Linked DNA regions of Hordeum vulgare: regions 1 and 2 are each linked to region 3. A link is a contact called in public Hi-C data. All regions are on one chromosome and are shown on one strand. Each heading gives the region's core, a stretch centred on a gene start, on an enhancer-like site or on the middle of the called end of the contact. The rest is flanking DNA. Distances are from core to core; before and after follow the strand shown. Region 1 holds the start of LOC123444476 (UDP-arabinopyranose mutase 1-like). Region 2 holds the start of LOC123444475 (mitochondrial import inner membrane translocase subunit TIM50-like). Region 3 holds the start of LOC123440283.

Region 1 (3,593 bases), core at 1,017-3,516, 160 kb after region 3:
GGCTCCGACGAGGAAGAGTAGGGCATGGGAGACGCTAGTGTCCCATGTCCTACTTTACCTCGTCGGCAACCAAACCGACACTATGAAAGGCACAGCCAGCCGTCAGACACGGGCACGGCGAAGCTGGAAGAGGCTTAGTATAGTTTATGTTACATGTAATAGTATGAATTTAGGATTTTTAATTTGAATTATTTAGATATAGAATGTATTATTTAAGACGTAATAGATTTCACAAACGGGTCCGGTGTAAATGCTGGGTGCACATGGTACGAAATGTGGTGGGAAACATGGAGTTATTGAACACTACAATTGACACGTGGCAAAAAACCATTGATTGGCATGCTTCCCGATGCCATTGCATCTATTGTCTGCGTGACCGACAGAGTGAGAAGATGGACGCAGTCTCTTGAGGTAATCAATGCAGCGGAAGAAACACGTACATTGATGGGTGACTTTCCGGTCCAATAAATTCAGACAGAAGGAGTACAGTACTACTATACACACGGACAGTTGCAATGTTTATTCAACAACCTTTTATTCTCACATTTCAGTGTACACAAGATTACACGGAAACATTAGCAGCCACAAGTATAACCGTAGGAGTACTAAACCTTGATAAAACAACGTCATGGTTTGATAATAATGAAATTAAAGAAGGGGAAAATTAACGCGACCCTTAACGTAAACGTAAGATAGAACGGCAGCTAATGTTTTGTAGTACACAACAGCCTGAACCTGGATACCTGATGCACGCACTGAACCTACGAACTGACGAAGCACGCTCGCTACCGGTATACGCCGCCCCACCGCCTGCTCAGTATGCTAATGCAAAAAAGGTTCTCTCCCTCGATCTACTTCCCCTTTGGCTTGCTGCCGTTGGCGTCGGCCTCCTTGGAGTCCTTGGAGTTGAGCATGTCCCAGGCCTCGATCCAGGTGACCATGGCGTCGGCGAGCTTGACGAAGTATGGGTCGATCTTGCCGAGCTTCTCCTTGACCTGCTGCGAGAGCGAGATGTAGCACTTCTGCACGGTGTCGCACTCCTTGGTCAGCTTCGCGGCCTGGAAGAAGGGGATGATGTCCTCCTGCCAGAAGATTCCCTTGTACTCCTTCTTCAGGTTCACGAACGGGTTGCTGGCCTTGCTGTGCCAGATGTAGGGCAGCCCCGTCTTGACTCCGAGCCCAAGGTGGTCGCAGATCACCTGCACACACATTCAGACAAGTTCTTCAGTAAAAGGAAATGTACTGGCACTTGAGTGGTAAAGTAGAAATCAGAGACGATGTGTTTCAGTGTTTGTGTGGTTACCTTAACACACCAGCCGGCCCACATGTCGTCGTAGCGTCCGATGGGCTGGCCGTCGCCCATGAGGCCGAAGTACATGGCCGGGCCGATGAGCTCGCGGTCGAAGGCGAGGTTCATGCCGCACATGGGGAAGAGGGATCCCTTGGGGATGGTCATGACGGCGTCGACGTACCTGCCGTTGCGCTCCCGCGGCTTGACCAGCTGCGTGGGGGCGTCGTAGTCGGGGATGTTGAGCCAGAGGCCGTGCGATACGGCGGTGGGCACGCCCTCCCGGAGGCTGAACGGGTAGCCGCGCACGAAGTCGGCGCCCTCCTGGTATGGGTCGTACAAGGTGTTGAAGAAGAGCGGCGTGGACGGGCAGAGCAGGTTCTGGATGTGCTTGGCCAGCGCGTCGATGTCCTTCCCCGTGGGGTCCTTGGCGACCTGCAATGCCACCGCAGGACAGGAGACCAGTCAACTCCGGCCAAGAAGAGTTGATATGATATGACAACGGAAGTGAAAAAGAAAGAGATGGATCTGGTGGTGGTGGCACTCACGAAGCAGTCGTCGTCGATGGTGTAGACGTACTTCTTCTTGGAGACCATGTAGCCGAAGCAGCGGCAGGCGGAGTCCTTGAAGGAGATGCAGGAGGCCTTGGGGCCGAGGATGCGGTTGATGTCGTTGCGGTTGTAGAGCTCGTAGTCGAAGCCCTCAGGCACCATGACGGTCCTCGTGGGGTCGCCGTCCTGCACGATGATGAGGTGGTACGGCTGGAAGAAGGGCCGCCACATCTCGAGGAAGTCCAGGTTCCGGATCGTCGGGATGACGATGTCCAGCTCGTCCTTGAGCAGCGGCGCCATCGTCCCCGGCCGGCCAAAAGCCTCGGATCTCTCCTCCCTGATCCCAGATGCGAGCAGAGGAGGAGGAGGAAGGCGTGTGTGGCTTCTGGCTCTGCAGGGGGTGTGATGGGCGCTGAGAATGTGGAGGAGGAGGCGCCGTTATATAAGCCGCGGCGCGGGCTTCCTGCGCAGATCTCCACGCGTCCGGGCGGCGGTGTGGAAGTGTTCAGTGAGCAGACGGTGGCGCGCCGTGAAAGACGGATCGGGATCGCGGCGCTGGAGTGCTGGCGGGAGAAAGGAGCGGCTGGCTCGGCGCGGTCAACCGCGAGCGGCGGGCCGTCCGATCCGGAGCCAACGGCCGGATGTTGACGATCCGTTCGTTCGGCGCGTCGTCCCGTCTCCTCGTGTTTACCAAACGGCCGACTACTCTGTGCGTGGCGTGGCGTGCGCGGATCTGGTCAATGCTTACTTTCGCCTAACTTAAACTTACTGTGACGGCAATGGTAACCAACCTTTTGGAGTGGTAGCGGTGGTGTCGGTGCAGCTGGAGTGCACAGTGTATATTTGATTTCTTTCCAGTGTGGTTTTAAAGAAAAAGAAAAAGAAAAAGAAAAAGCCCGTTGAAAGTTAGGTCGTTCGGAATCTTCTCCGCCAAACTCACGTGGGGCGGGGTGTGCCGTGCGCGTCGGTGGTGTGAATGAAAGAACTCCTACGGGCGTATGTAGTATCGTATGTACGTATACACGAGCCATTTATTAGTTTTGACCGACAGGGTGTATTGTCAACTTCTACGTCCATCAATGCTCCACGCCTCCACCTGCGGTGCTCTCCCTTTCATTTCATCTAGTAGTAAGTTTCAGATTTGATCGGTCAATAGAATATCTATGCTACTGTATAGTGTATCAGTTTTGCAATGTGAAAACCTGAGCCTAAGAAGCGATTTCACATTTCACTGATCTGCGCGCGTCGGAGCGTCGGCCGAATCATGTTGACCATCATATCGAGCCATGCAACAAAAATCATTGATGATACAAAAAACAAGCAGCGATGTAGGAAATTTTAATCACGGATGCAGCAAAATCATCGTTGTCGTCGTCGTGATGTCGCAACACCGCTTTGACGGGTGTAGCAAAAAAGTTCGCGAGTAATAACAAAATGCAATTACGATTGCACCTTTCCTTGCTGGATAGAGTCGATTGAAGCTTTCTTTGTCTATTGTTGAAGCTTTTTTCAACAACGTTTGAAGCTTTTTAGATGACGGTTGCAACACTTGTATACGCGCGAGCCCGGCCATGGGAGCAGGCGACGAGGACGACAGGCGAAGGGTGGAACCGACGGAAGGGCGGCCGACGGGGGCGGGCACCGGTGATGCCGGCGGTCAACGGGGGCCGGCATAGGTGATGCTGGCGGCATCTGTGGAGGGGCGGTAGCGCAGGGGCCGCCAGATCAGAAGGATCGCGCGGGTTGCAAGCGAT
Region 2 (3,409 bases), core at 511-3,010, 210 kb before region 3:
CAGAACAGAACATACAGTTTATACTGAGCAGGCAAAAAGAACGAATGACTCAACCGATAAGGAACATAAGCAGACAGTTAACAAATAATGTAGTAACAGATGTTAACTGAAGAGCGTATCTAGCTGCTCAGGTTAATCAATAAGCTCATCTCATGCTCCTTCCCTGTGATGTGCATTTGTAGAGCAATCTAGAATATACATATACAAACATTATCATGCAATGATTTACAGCCAGGTTGAATAGATTATAGCCAACAATTTTAGTACCAATGACACCCGCTCTTCATACAAATTGATCGCAGTATATTTAAAAAATATATAATTTGATACATGCAGTCTAATGATACGCAAGCTCCTGTTAATAAAGAAACGCGTTCCCTGGCCACTGTATACTACTCCCTCCGTCCCATAATATAAGAGCGTTTTTGACACGCTCGGACGGAGGGAGTACTTAAAAGTGAAGAGACTTGGTTATTCACTGGTGTGTGAGAAAAATTATCCAAGGTTGCCTGGAAGCTGCCAGTTTATGTAGTACTAAGCAATCATAACAGGATAGTGAGTCGCTCATTAGGTGGATGAAGAAAATGTCTGCACGATATTTGGCAATCCGCATCCAAGAGATAACAGTAAAGACAAGGAATGAGTGTGCAGTAGTCCCTACCTTTCATAGTTTCTGAATAAGCCATAGCCTTAAACTTCTGCACACATGAAAAACCATTATTGTCAGACACAATTGACGGTTGGTATCCAGTGGAGAAAGTTATTGTTGTACTCTACTTCAGGTTTTCCCAAACCCCTCAATGCAAGCCTCCCATAGAACATCATGCTCCAGACCAAAAGATTTTCACATCCTTTTAATACATGCCCATTCCTTGCTACTCAAAATTAACGACCAAATATTTTATTCCAGAAAGTGTAAGCTACAACATAGGAGATGATGCAAATCACAACAACAAAAAATACTACTACCATGCATGATATGCTATAAGTTTAGTGCACACCTCATCAGATCACATTTCCTAAAATCATCCAAATGTTGCTGCCTCATGTTTATAACAGGATAAAACAACACAAGCACCCAAAAACACGATATGTTACCTCAAAGCCGGACAAGTCCTCGCTGATTGGAATCTTCGAGTTCTTCCGGAAGTCCCGCGTCATGTGGTCCACTTCATCCAGAGAATAAGCTACAGAGACGAAAACACGAATCACACGCGCGACACCAGACCAAACCGAGCGATCCCGCGGAGGAACACGGATCGGAGATCGCACCGTATGTGACATAGCCAGTGGCGCCGAACGCGGCGGTGACGGCGGTGAGGATACCGGTCTTGAGCAGGCCGAACGCACTGCGGGCCCCCGAAGGCGGCGCCGGGGAGGGATCGCCAGCGGCGGAAGAGGACACGGAGGCGGCAGCCGCCGCATCCTTGGGAGCGAGGGATGCGTCGGCAGCGGCAGCCGCCTCCTTCGAGGCGGAGGACGCGGCGGCGGCGGGTGAAAAGGTGGAGAAGGGGGCGGCGGAGGTCCTGAGCGTGAGGGCGAGGCGCGACCTCGCGATGCGGGACATGGCGCGGCTTGCGGGAGGGGCAAGGAATGTGGGAGGGTTCGACGGGGTTTGGTTTGGCTCGCGCCGAGGGTTTAAGGAGAGAGGGGGCTGACTGGGGCGCCCGAGCCCGAGGAGGGGGGAGGGGGGAGGAAGGAGGCGGCGGCGAGGCGGTGGACGAAGGAGGTGGAAGAGTCGGGGTCTCGGGGGACTGGCTGTTGCAAGCTGACCCCACTTGTCAGAGGCTAGCAATTTCTCAGGGCTCCGGAGAGAGTGGCATATGCGTGCACGATGCGCTTTGTTTTGGACGGGGCAAGCCACAGGCATGCGGGCCAGAAGGCGGCCCACTTTAATTTCGTGTTCAGCCTTTTTGAAAGATTTTGTTTTTTGAGAGCAACTAGTTGCCGAGTACTTCTTTCAAAGCTTTTCAGCTATCATTTTCACGCGCTGTCTTTTGACGCGTTTTCAATCATCCTTATTCTTTCAAATTTTATTTTTTTAATATTTTTACATGTTTTCAGCTTTTTAGGTTGATATTTTTAAAGGTTTTTCTAAAAACATGTTTTTTAAAAGCATGGTCTTTCTTGCATCAGAGGCACGTATTTGCTTCTGCGAGAGGCACGTCTGTGTCTTCCGAAAACAAAAAATATTATTTTTTGTTTTCTTATTCCTTCGCGAGAGCCATGGATTTGCTTTCGCAAGAGGCACAACCGTGCCTCTCGGAAAAGCAAAAAAACATGTTTTTATTTATTTTTCTTTCATAAGAGGCGCAGTTTTGTTTCGGCAAGAGGGATGATTGTGTCTCTCGAAAACGACAAAAATGTGTTTTCTTTTTTTCGTGAGAGGCATGGTATTTTTCGTTTGTTTTTTTCATAAAAAAAGTTCGTCAAAACCTATGAACATGGAATCTAGTTTTGAAGATCTCGACGCGAGAAAATCCAAAAATGAAAACGGTTCAAGATTTGAACGCACGTTTAAAAGATAAAACATTTTGAAAATACGGATCTAAGTAAAAAGGGAAAACTCTCAGGTTGCGATAATTAACACACATATAGTGCGTCACTTGTCGCAACCTGAAAAGATGAAAGTGATCTTTGAAAAAGGTGCTCCTTGATTAGTGATTTTGTTTTCTTCTGTGATTGCTATATCTAAGAAATGCATGGAAAGAAGGTTAGATTAACCCCGAAGAAAATAATCCAAAAATGGATATGGTGACAAGTTTTAGGATATGTCCTACCAAATATTTTACTCAGGGCGAGATAGACATGCGGAGATGCATTTTGAGTACCGGTGGTATACAGTTCAACCCGTAAAGTGGTCAAACCTCGTCGGAGCAAACGCGTCGCCGCAGAACTGACCGGAATCTACCTGGAACTCATCGGAATTCGTCTCCGCGTGTCGGAAGAAGCCGCCTGTAGAATCCTACTCACGGCACGTCCGGGAAGCGTCCATGGCGGTGGAGAAGTTCCCGGAGGTCAATCCTCCCTCCGGCAAGGTGCCGGGAAGAGGTCTCTTAACGCTCCCGATCTCGGAAGCGCTGCAGCGGCGGAACGATGGAGAAATTCGCGATTCCAGAAGTTCTGGAAGGGTTTCCTCTCGGGACTCTAAATATAGGCTAAAGGAGGGCACTGGAGGAGGTGGGACCCACCCAAGCGGCCTCCTGGCGCGGCCTAGGGCCTAGCCGCGCCAGCAGGTCGCCTAGGAGGCCCTGGCCCCCCTCTGGCCCATCTTCGGTGATCCAAAAGCTTCTGTTTCGCTGATTTTTATATACTTTTCTGGAATTTTTTGGGCTTCGGAAAATTGGGTAAAAAACCCTACAAAATAGACATCAGCAAACAGAAACTCACACTAGGTGCACTGAGTTAG
Region 3 (3,288 bases), core at 434-2,933:
TATCTTAACAAAATAAAAAGCACCTCGTATTTTGGGAAGAAAGTTGACCTTACAAACAACGACCACTCGTGAAATAAAAACATACCTTAAAATCACACCGTAAAAGAAGCAGACATCGATCACGTTCAACAGCATGGATCATCTGAGGAACTTGAGTGAGAGGATCCACGCCCCATTCATTGACTGGTGTCGTAGACCTCACTCCTCCTAAAGCAGATCAACACATACTAATTTAGCAGTACGGCGACAGCAACTAACTAGGCTAACTCGTTTTCGCTCCAAGTCAGGTCAGAGAGTTTTGAGTATTAAAAAAAAAGATTGGTGTGACGGGGTCCTACGGTGACATCGACGGGATACTGGAGGGCGTACGTCCAGCTGATCCTTTTTCCAGCTGCGTGATCGCCGGGTTCGCACTTGGTTCTTGTACGAGAAAAATGACCGGGACGTCCATGGGACTTTTCTACGTTGGTGATACTACTGTGCGCCGAAAGGATGATGAGTCCTGCACAAGAGTCCATCACTTGCCACGCCGAAAGGATGGATCCTATTAGCGATCAATCTATTATCGCATTTTTGGCTTTACAGCGTTCCCAAGAAACATCAACGATGGTCGGTTTTGAAATGAGGTTTATTGTCCCCTACACCATCGCCTACCGAGGTCTTTTTCAAACACAAAAACACGAACTGCGAGCGTTTTAACAACAAAGTGGCGACGTAGATTCCCCAGAAGAAATTCGAGGTTCAGCCGCTCAAGGCCTTGACCTCGGGTCTTCAAGCTCTGATCTCTCGCTTTCGTGGCGGCATCAAATCAAAGCATCGAGAGTTGAAGGCTCCACCTGAAAACGGAAGAACAATGGGACACCATCGGTACCTGGTACTCCAACAATGTGCGCCCACAGAGCGAATTTATAACATCTTTATTGAATGGTACTACTATTGTACACACCACACCACGGAGACGGAGACGGAGACGGGAGGATCCTACGCTAGCCGCGGCTGCACCACCGCACGCCGGGGAACGCCCGGCGCCCGGTAGGCCCATACAGGTTACCCCCACGCCTCTCCCCCAGCGAACAAGGTCATCTCGCGGCCGCGCGCGCGTACCTCCTGCTCGGCTCTTCAGATCTCCGGCTCCGGCGGCACCTCCACGGTGGCGGACGCCTCCGGGAGGAGGTGCTCGGGGCGGCATCCGGCGACGAAGTCGATGATCTCCTTGCCGGACTCGTCGGCGCCGCCGGGCGGCGGCGAGATCCGGAGCAGCACGGTGATGGCCACGAGGAAGAAGCCCGTGGAGACGAGCAGCGGCCAGAAGAAGGAGACCACGGCGCCGAGCCTGGGCCCGACGGCGGAGATCGACACCACGGCGACGGCGAGGAACGCCACCGCCGCCGCCGCGCGCAGCCGGTGCTCCCACATTAGCTCCCCGAGCTTCGCCGTGGTCGTCATCGCCGGATCGGCGCCGCGAGCACGCCCGGAGAGCAGAGATCTACGGAGGGAGGTCCTGGCTGGCTCGCTAGCCCGTTGGCTAGGGCTTTGGCTTGGGGAGAGGGGCGGGGGTTTCGTCGGAAGGGTGGAGGCTGGAGAGTGGGGGAAAGGGATGGTGATAAGCGTTGGTTTATCTCATACTGAAGAGATTCGCCCTGCCGCCGCCTCCAGCCAACGTTGTGTGCTTTTCTGGACATGGTTTTTTCTCGCAGCGACGGGGATGGCGTGGATGTGGATACACTGTCGACGACGGTGCGCTTACCTTTTCGGACGGAGTTCACCAAAATGCCCCCAACCTCGCTGTGATCTACCTCCTCTTTTAAGTTTTTTTAAACATTACATATGGAGTCAGGTGCGTGAATTTAAATTTTAAAATATGTTTATATACGTCTGTATGTAGTTTATATTGAAATTTTCAAAAAGATTTATATTTAAAAACGGAACGAGTACTCCACTAGTGGTATGTTTGGTTTTCTGTACTAGACTCAGTCATGTCTGGTGTACATAAATTTTGACCGTTTCATAGCCTGTGTTCATTGTTTAGTCTGATGCATCATGTAAAATTTAAAACATCCTTCAGGCAGGCGATCGAAAAGCGACTGTTTTCTCTTAGCAAGACTCGCGACGTGTAAAAACTACTCCCTCTATTTTTAAATATAAATCTTTCTAAAGATTTCATTAATAAACTATATACGGATGTATATAAACATATTTTAAAGTATAGATTTATTTATTTTGATTCATATGTAGACATCTAATAAAATATCTTTAAAAACTTATATTTAAGTACGGAGGAAGTAGAAAGGAGAAATGGGGCGTCAAGCTCATGCGAACAGGAGATGGCGTCAATTCGCGCGCGTTCACCGAAACTTGATGGAAAATATTAGGTCACCCCCGATCGAAATGAAAATTTCTATTTAACCCCTTTAATGGAATGCAAAGGAAAAAATAATGCATGGAACCAAACAGATGCATCCCAGGTGCACTATACAGTACACTGGTTATACATCTGAGAGGGCATTTTGGGAAGGCATGTATTTTCGTTGTGTGATCTACAGCTTTTGGATTGTCAGGGTGCGTTTGGCGTTACACGGGCAATGCACGCAGGGGCACAACCGCACAAGGGTCGGAACGTGGGGCAGACGCTGCGCGTGTACGGCTCATGAGCGCTGCGTTGCTTGCTCACGTTGTTCGCACGTGCAAGCCACTGGATTCACCGGTTCCGTGGCTTCCGTCTCCCGTGACTTTCCGATGGCCAAGAGGCCAGCCTGCCACGCCCATTTGCTGTACATCGACTAAGCCTAAGCACCGGCCCTGACCGAAATCATTAATTACGAATTTTTTTTAAATCACTTTCGCCTTTGTAAGTTACGGCAAATGGTTCATTGCATGTCTATCACTTATCGCAAGCAGAAAGTTTTTCCTTTTTCTATAGATTTGTATTTTTAAATCACTTTATTTCCTAAACCGTGCGTTTATATCTTGAACTGTTTTCACCGTTGTATTTCTCGTATTGAGATCTTAAAAACTAGATCCCATGTTGATAGATTTTGATGAATTTGTTTCACAAAAAAACCGAACAAAAAAAACCACCTCTCTTGCGATAGGGAAAAAAAATTAGAAAATACATTTTTTCTCTGTAATTTTTTCTTTTCCGAGAGGCACGGTCGTGTCTCTCACGAAGACAAAACCGTGCCTCTCGTGAAATAAAACCATAACACTCACAAAAAAATATGTTATTTTTTCCTGTTCGAGAGGCACGCCTCAACTGAGAGAATGTTTCACACTGCTTGTATTGCGTTT

The links. A called contact is a pair of places that touch in the nucleus more often than the background predicts.
Region 1: a Hi-C map of leaf shows a contact between it and region 3, with 4 times the contacts expected there. The contact joins the promoter of LOC123444476 here to the promoter of LOC123440283 in region 3. A contact is called at or near these places in 3 of 6 Hi-C or Micro-C datasets (leaf and seedling) and 1 of 1 datasets of contacts at active chromatin or transcription factors (embryo).
Region 2: a contact with region 3 is called in a Hi-C map of leaf, with 6 times the contacts expected there. The contact joins the promoter of LOC123444475 here to the promoter of LOC123440283 in region 3. A contact is called at or near these places in 1 of 6 Hi-C or Micro-C datasets (leaf) and 1 of 1 datasets of contacts at active chromatin or transcription factors (embryo).

Annotation. Positions count from the first base shown.
Region 1 is chr3H:497,986,140-497,989,732 of MorexV3_pseudomolecules_assembly, forward strand. LOC123444476 (UDP-arabinopyranose mutase 1-like) reads right to left here and starts at 2,267. Exons shown (of 3, transcript XM_045121196.1): 1 at 1,837-2,267; 2 at 1,304-1,723; 3 at 519-1,199. The coding sequence starts at 2,139. The coding sequence ends at 852.
Region 2 is chr3H:497,614,474-497,617,882 of MorexV3_pseudomolecules_assembly, forward strand. LOC123444475 (mitochondrial import inner membrane translocase subunit TIM50-like) reads right to left here and starts at 1,761. Exons shown (of 11, transcript XM_045121195.1): 1 at 1,273-1,761; 2 at 1,099-1,187; 3 at 662-698. The coding sequence starts at 1,567.
Region 3 is chr3H:497,825,165-497,828,452 of MorexV3_pseudomolecules_assembly, forward strand. LOC123440283 reads right to left here and starts at 1,684. Exons shown (of 1, transcript XM_045116861.1): 1 at 899-1,684. The coding sequence starts at 1,446. The coding sequence ends at 1,120.